Regions from separate parts of the Oryctolagus cuniculus genome. Here region 2 is linked to region 1. Evidence: chromatin contacts called from public Micro-C data. All regions are on one chromosome and are shown on one strand. The core of a region is the stretch at or near the end of the contact, and the rest is flanking DNA. Distances in the headings are between cores, read along the strand shown. Region 1 holds the start of LOC108175886. Region 2 overlaps MTUS1 (microtubule associated scaffold protein 1).

Region 1 (3,973 bases), core at 1,336-3,835:
ATATTTATAGATAGAAGGAAGCTATACAATAGAACTGTGGGGGGTTGGACCAAATCACGGGTCATCTGAGGGTTATAAAGATTAAATGATATGTTTAACACAAGAAATATTCTTATGGAGGAGGCACGTTGCTTATTAGCATAATTATCTCATGACTTACAGAAACAATGTGGCTGGTGCTTTTCATTTTGTTTAGATTGTGTGTATGCCTTTGCACAAGGAAGAGTCATCCCATGCTTAGCACTGAATCTTTTCAAATTCACCACATGCCTTTTATTAAAGTCACAGATCACGGGCCATCCGTGTGTGTGTTTACTGTGGGAACTTCAAAAGCAAGTGAGAGGTGTCACTGTAAAATGGAATAAAGAGATGAGGGTTGGGCTGCTGAGTTGCTTGTTCCTCACCAACTATGTGACCTTGGGCAAGTCAACCCTTCTGAGCTTCAATTTCCTCCCTTGAATAATGGAGTCAGTACTCTGACCTGCATTTGCCTGGGTCTTGCTTTGAGGAAATAATAAACCACTGTACCTGTACCAAGACTGCACAACTGTAAATGATAATACATCTTGTAGTTCAGCTAATACTCCTGCTATAGAAAACTGCAGACTGCAAAGTCTTCAGATTTATATTCAGAAAAAAACCTTATTTCTCTTCAAAAGCCTTTAATTAATTTTTCATAATTAAATATGCTTTTTAACATTTTGGACTCAAGTTGTCTGACAGTCAATGGTTCAGTAATAGCACATTTTTCCTAGGTGGGAGATCATCTTTGGAAAAGAGAAGAAAGTATTTTAGGGGTGTCAGGGAGGACTGTGGAAGAAGCGTGCTTAGTTCAGCAAAGAGCCAAGATTTAGTTTGTATTTAGAGAAAAGTGGGTCGGGCTTAGTTTCTCTCCACTTTGTATCCAGAGATCCAAAAGCTGTAGTGCTCATTTTTTTTTTTAAAGATTTATTTTAGTTATTTGAAAGGCAGAGTTACAAAGAGGTAGAGGCAGAGTGAGAAAGAGATCTTGATCTGCTGGTTCACTCCCCAAATGGCCTCAATGGCCCGAACCAGGAGCTTCTTCCGGGTCCCCCACGCGGGTGCAGGGGCCCAAGCACTTGGGCTATCTTCTACTGCTTTCCCAGTAGAGAGCTAGCTCAGAAGTGGAGCAGCCGGGACTTGAACTGGAGCCCATATGGGATGCTGGCGCTGCAGACTGGGGCTTTAACCCGCTGCGCCACAGCGCTCATTTCTTTAGCCTTTAAAACATGTTTGCAAGTAAACTTCTCTGCAGCAAGGAGAGAAAAGAGTACCATCGAACGCTCTAAGCGACAGTCACTGCTGGTTTCTTACCAGCCTGCGCTCTCATTAATTCTCACCTTCCCCCGCCCCTGCTGCCCGGCCCCACCACTCGAGGGAGAAGCCAGGTGGCGAGAGGGAAGCAGGAAGCTGAACCCCATCGTACCCTGGCTTGGCTTGGGGCTCCAGCGCTGAGATCTGCGGACGCGGGGTTCAGCCAGGTGCGCGGGCTGAAGCTACAACACCGGCGGCAACAGGTGCAGCGCGGCCCGGGCCGGACGCCCGGGGGTGGGGCGGGTACGTACTTAGCCCGGGAGCGCGCGGGGCTTCGGGATTGGAACCCGGGAGCGCTAGGAAGGCGGGAGCGGAGCACGGTGAGAGCCTCCCCGCGCGCTTCTCTCCAGCTCCGTGGGACGCCGCCCCCTGGCCTTGGTCCCCCGCCGGGAGTCGCGGGAGGGGACCGCTCCAAAGGGGCCGCTCAGCTTTTCTATTTACAAGTTTCCTCAACTCCCCGCCCTTGCTCCACCCCCTGGCAGCCAGGGAGGCGGGGAGGCTGGTGCTCCTGGACCCTAGGTTCCCGCCGGCTGCCGCCGCCAAGGCTGCGGGTGGGGTGCCCGACGAGCTGCGCGGCCGCAGGTGCAGACGCCGCCCAGCCGGCCTCCTGGGGTGGGCCGGGAGCGGCCCCCGCCTAAGGCCCGAAGCGCGCGGCCCCGGAGCGGCTCGCCGCCCCGCCTCTGCGTCCCAGTGCGAGGAGAGCTCCGGGCTGGCTTGGAGGCGCTGCGGGTAAGTGCGGAACAGAGCAGGTCCCGCTACCCGGTGGGGACGTGGTGGCCACGACTGGCGCGCGGTCACGGGACGAACCTTCGGGGAGGGGGCGGGTACCCCGGGGGGCCTGCGCCCCGAGTGTGGGGAGAGGGTGCAGAGTCCGGGAGGCGGCGGAGCAAGGCAGGTCTCACGTGGGGTCAGTGCCGCTCCTGCGGAAGGGACGGCTGCAGATCGGCGGCTGTCACCTTGAAAGTGACCGAGGGGTTCCCCCGTGCGCTCCCATTCGTAGACAGGCAAGCTTGCGTCCTCGGCCGGAAGCCGCCCACTGGGCGCTTGACCGGTGCTCTGAGCCTTCCCGCTGGGCGCTTCACCGGTGCCGGGCTCAGTCGGAGCCATCAGGGCCGAGAAGGGCGAGAGATGGGGCGTCCGCGGTTCCCAGCGGCCTCCTGCCCTGCGCGCCTTCCTGCCGCTCGCTGGCCCTTTTCCAGCTCTCCGGCAGCATGCCCCCTCACAGAGGCCACGGCGTTGGCTAATGTGATGAGCAGACCCAAGTGTCCGCCCTCCTCTCCTCAAAGCCTACCCTGGCCTGCTAAGTCCCCAGAAAGATCCTGACTTTGCAAGTAGGGGTGAAGATAAATCACTCAAAGCCTGCACTCTTCTACGTGCTGTTTGCTTTAACTAGTCAGTGTTGTAGGAAAGGAAACCCGGTGTGTCTGTTTTGTTTGCGTTAAAACAAAGTCTGAGGCGAGGCAGGGGGAGGGCGAGAGTTGTCCGGCTGTGCCAGGTGATTGGAATCCGGTCATCAGCTTCCCAAATCGCCGCGCTGGGGCTGGGAATGGATTCCAGGGAAGAGGGAGGGAACGAAAGGCACCGCTCTCAGGAATCTGTGACCTCTTTAAGGAGCCTAAACACACCCAGATCAGAGTCAGCATGGATAACCCGAAGAGGAGTTGCGTAATCAGAACTGCAGTTTTGTAGGCAAACTTTTTTTTTTCCCCCCAGGAATGTTTAGGGCAGGTGGTGGTGAGCAATTTAAATGGAAACAATGATACTCTATTTGTACAATGCAGAAAGGGCATTAATAGTCGTTTTCTTAAAGATATTCCCTAAGGAATGTTAAAGTAAACATTAGAATCATCTTGTTACTCCTTAAAAACTCATTAGGAGTGGAATTTAGTTTCACGTAATGTATAGTTATTTATGGAACTTGCACAAACCTTTCCCACCTATTCTATTTCAAACAAGTTTATGTGGAGGAACTACTACCTGGTAGAAGATCTGCACTTTTAAATTATGTATCAATAACTCAAGGTTGCATTTTGGAGTGTTTGTTAGGACTGTCAGGTTCTAGGTAAACTCCATATGGTACTTCGTGGAAACTGCACTGCGGTTTTTACACTCAAGCATTTGGAAAGATATCACTTAATGGCTCTGTTCTGTCAACCCTGTCTGAGATTTCAAAAGTAGTGCATGCTTGCTGTATACAAATTGGTAGATTTGGAAAGGGTAAGAGACAATCTCACCAAAGATAATTACAGTTAATGTTTTCTTTATACTTGTTAATATGTACCATATGTAGATTTACAAGTACGTTATTTATACCGGTATACTGCTGCATGCTTAAACTTTTTAACACATCATGAAAAATTTTCCATGTCATTAGGTGTTCCAAATTTTGCTTTGGTAGCTATATAATAGGTAAATGTATCAGTTTATTTAACTACTTGCTTATGGCTGAACTTTCCATTTGTTTCCAGTTACTAAATATGCAGTTGCAACAAATAACCTCTTTAGCATTTCGCCATGTTTATTTCCATAGGATGGAGTCCTTGAAATACAGTTAATTCTCAGAGGGACACTTTACACACGGACCATTTGCTTTCCAAAAGACGTTTAGTCAACATATTCTCCCACTGGTACTCTATTA
Region 2 (3,640 bases), core at 901-3,400, 62 kb after region 1:
TGCCCTCAGGAGGTTTCCTGCAGAGCAGATTGCTGGTATTCCCGAAGGTGCAGATGGAGAGTTCGGAAAAAATGCTGTGTGGTGGAGTCAGGACTTGTGTTCAGTGAGTAATGAGCCTCTGCCCCCAGGAGGGCAGGAACAGATAAGTTCTAGGTCTAGATGCAGACTTGCAGGGCCCTGCAATGCTTTGTGGATAGAAAGTAAAGCACGTATTTTAAATATTTTGGGAAAAGATGATCTGATCATCTCTGGTGGTGAACTGTCCCATGGATCTCCGTGGTCATCTTGTTTGTTTAACTGTGTAGATGGCGAGGCCACAAAGTGAAATATGGAACAGACTCACCAGAAGAGATTTCAGGGTCTGGCACTGTGGTGTAACAGGTAAAGCTGCTGCCTGCAGTGCTGGCATCCCATATGGGCACCAGTTTGAGTCCTGGCTACTCCGCATCCCATCCAGCTCTCTGCTATTGCCAGGAAAGTAGTAGAAGATGGCCCAAGTAGTTGGGCCCCTGATCGTGCGTGGGAGACTGGGAAGAAGTTCCTGGCTTCAGATCAGCACAGCTGTAGCCATTGGAGCCATTTGGGGAGTGAACCAGTGGATGGAAGACCTCTAGCTCTCTTTGCCTCTGCACTCTGTAACTCTGCCTTTCAAATAAAAAAATAAATCTTTAAAAAAAAAGATTTTGGGCAGAAGGATGGTTTCGCACTTGATCTTAGCCAAAAGGCTGAGAAGGATGGGTTGAATCTGAAGAGACTCAAGACTAGGATGCACCTCAGAGGGATGTCATGCGTTGGAGGTGGAAGGCAGGAAAGTGTGTCAAGGCTAAGGAAGCCCCTGGGCAAAGAGCCAGGAGAGATGTGAGCAGCAGGGCTAATTGTGACAACCACACGATGGCAGAATTGAAATGTCTCCAACCTGCAGGCAAACCCAGGAACCCTGGTGTGGGTAGATGTGGATACCCTTGGAGTTAAGTAGGGCGATTGGAGAGTGAAATTCAGAATAGCAGCTGTGAATGATGGGCTCGATGGCTTCCTCTTTCTTATTCCAGCTCAATTTTATGAGTTTGAATGATTTGTTCCAAGTGAGAATGTTGTTTACTTGTTCATTTCATCACCTTGGAAAGGGAAACACACTTGAGATAAAGTTCAATTTTGAGGTCTCAGTGATTCCACTGCTCAGAGGAACTCTGCTCATGAATCTTGGCTTCTAAAGAGGCAGGAAACTGTGCTTTCCTCTCTTCTCATTAGCGATTCTCAGCAGGAGTGGCTGGTGGCGAATAAATTCACTGATGGACAAATGAAGACTCTAGTTCATCTTCTTTGTATGATAGCTGAGAAAAGGAAACCAAAGTTCTAAACCTTTCATTTATTACACTCTGAATTTTATTTTCATTTATTTGAGAGGCAGAAAGAGACAGAGAGCTCTCATTTGCTGGTTCATTCCCCAAATACCTGCAACAACCATGGAGCTGAAGCTGGGAGCCAGGAACTTAATCCAGGTCTCCCAGGTGGGTGGTAGGGACGCAACTACTTGAGCCATCATGGCTACCTCCCAGGGTCTGCATTAACAAGAACTGGAGTCAGGAGCCAGAGCCAGGAATTGAACCCAGGAACCCCTCTGTGGAGAGCGCGTCTCCTCAATGAGAGACGAATGCCCACCTCCACACTCTGGGTTTTAGATGTTTCCTCAGTTGTGGGGCGCATGTTCCCAGGCCTGGACTGAGGAAGTTACTTTGTTTAATCCCTACCTGAAGCATTTTGTGAATATACTTGCAGAGGCAGGTACTGACAGTATCCCATGAACACTACACTTCTGTGCAGTTGGAGTCATCGTGAGAACCTCACCTTGTGGGATGTTCTTGTTTCTCTCCCAAATTACTGCTCTCGTAAGACTTGCTGTGTTTTTGTTGTGACTCACCTGTGCTTCTAGGTGAGCTTGCCCTTGAATTTAGTCAGGTGATGGTGGTTATACACAGTACAGCTGCTTATACTCTACTAGCATAATACGGCTTGGGGCAACTCAAGAATGTGAAATACTGAAACTGCATTTTGCAATGTAGGAATGTAAAGTGTTACTGAAATTCTGTGTTCTGGAGGATAACTCGTTCACTTAACAGCTAGTTTGTGAGAGTATGCTATGTAGGTCATAAGCCAGATACTGAGGAATGGTAGGATGAGTAAGTTGTGGTTCTTGCCCTCGGGATATTAACAGCCAACTGGGAGACAATGAGTTCTTCTCTTAACACATTTCCCCTTATAACATTTAAAAATAAAAATTTAGGGAGCTGTGCTGTGGCATAGCAGGGTAAGCTGCCTCCTGCAGCATGGGCATCCCATAGGGGTGCTGGTTCGAGTCCCAGATACTCCACTTCAGATCCAGCTCCCTGCTAATGCACCTAGGAGAGCAGTGGAAGATGGTCCAAGTGCTTAGGCCCCTGCACCATGTGGGAGACCAGGATCAAGCTCCTGGCTTTGGTTTGGCCCAGCAGCCATTTGGAGAGTGAACCAGTGGATGGAAGACCTTTCTCTCTGCTTCTGCCTCTCCATAACTTTGCTGTTCAAATAAAAAGAAAGCTTAAAAATCTGTAGGATTTCAGAAGAGGATGAGGTTACAAACACCAAAATTTGTGTAAATTCTTCTTTTTCAATATGTAATTTTATGATGTAATACAGGTATGCCTTTCCATAGGTAAAGACCAATCTTAGAGTATGTTGGTTATTTTCTGATGTTTAATTTTTTCTTTTTAAAGATTTATTTATTATTTGAAAGGCAGAGTTACAGAGAGGCAGAGAGAGAGAGAGAAAGAGGGGTCTTCCATCCATTGGTTCACTCCCCAGATGGCTGCAATGGCCAGAGCGTCTTCTAGGTCTCCCACATGGGTGCAGGGGCCCAAGGACTTGGGCCATCTTCTCCTGCTTTCCCAGGCCACAGCAGAGAGCTTGATTGGAAGTGGAACAGCCGGGACTTGAACCAGCACCCATATGGGATGCCGGCACTGCAGCTGACAGCTTTGCCCACTACACCACAGCACCGGCCCCAATGTTTAACTTTTTCAAACTGAGACCCCAGCATAAGGCTGCACATGAACTGAATAATTTTTAGGACTTGACTGTTGTACTGGGAAATAGAAATAGAGGGATAGCTAGGGTTCAGAGTATAGAATGTAGAGACCAAGGACAAAGTCAGTACAGGTGGGTGGCAGTACAGAGGAGGGTGAGTGGGCAACCAGGACCCAACAATTCAGTGTGGTGGCAGTCATCAGGAGACACGATCAAGAGAGACAGAGGCAAGGTCTATCAGAGTCAGGGAAGGAATGTGGGGCCACTGTCCCAAGCAAGGAAAACTGTATTCTATGCTTCTTGTATCTAGAATTTAATCAATTTGAACAGTTTATTAAGCTTCCACTGCCCCCTTTCCAGTAGGCTACTTAAATGTATATTTTTTGCATTATAATTGAGAAGTGAGAAGCAAAAAAAAAAAAGACTACCTTTTATCTCACTATCACTGAATAGTTTTTTTGTTTTCTGGTTTTTTTTTTTTTTTTTTTTTTTTTTTTTTTTTTTTTTTTTGACAGGCAGAGTGGAAAGTGAGAGAGAGACAGAGAGAAAGGTCTTCCTTTGCCATTGGTTCACCCTCCAA

Evidence for each region. Hi-C and Micro-C count contacts between places; a contact is called where the count stands out from the background.
Region 2: a contact with region 1 is called in a Micro-C map of ear pinna, with 3 times the contacts expected there. The contact joins the enhancer-like site here to the promoter of LOC108175886 in region 1. A contact is called at or near these places in 3 of 6 Hi-C or Micro-C datasets (ear pinna, psoas muscle and skin fibroblasts).

Annotation. Positions count from the first base shown.
Region 1 is chr2:72,429,137-72,433,109 of mOryCun1.1, forward strand. It overlaps LOC108175886, which reads right to left and starts at 2,586. Exons shown (of 3, transcript XM_070068469.1): 1 at 1,448-2,586. The coding sequence starts at 2,442. The coding sequence ends at 1,495. It overlaps MTUS1 (microtubule associated scaffold protein 1), which reads left to right and starts at 1,448. Exons shown (of 15, transcript XM_070068467.1): 1 at 1,448-1,578.
Region 2 is chr2:72,491,626-72,495,265 of mOryCun1.1, forward strand. The region is part of intron 3 of MTUS1 (microtubule associated scaffold protein 1); the gene reads left to right. Among named protein-coding and RNA genes, the nearest start is that of MTUS1, 63 kb to the left of the region's middle. Within about 2 kb of position 2,151, at least 2 of the 8 cell types and tissues checked have an H3K27ac peak or open chromatin away from gene starts, as enhancers often do. A contact at or near this core is called in ear pinna, where this site is marked.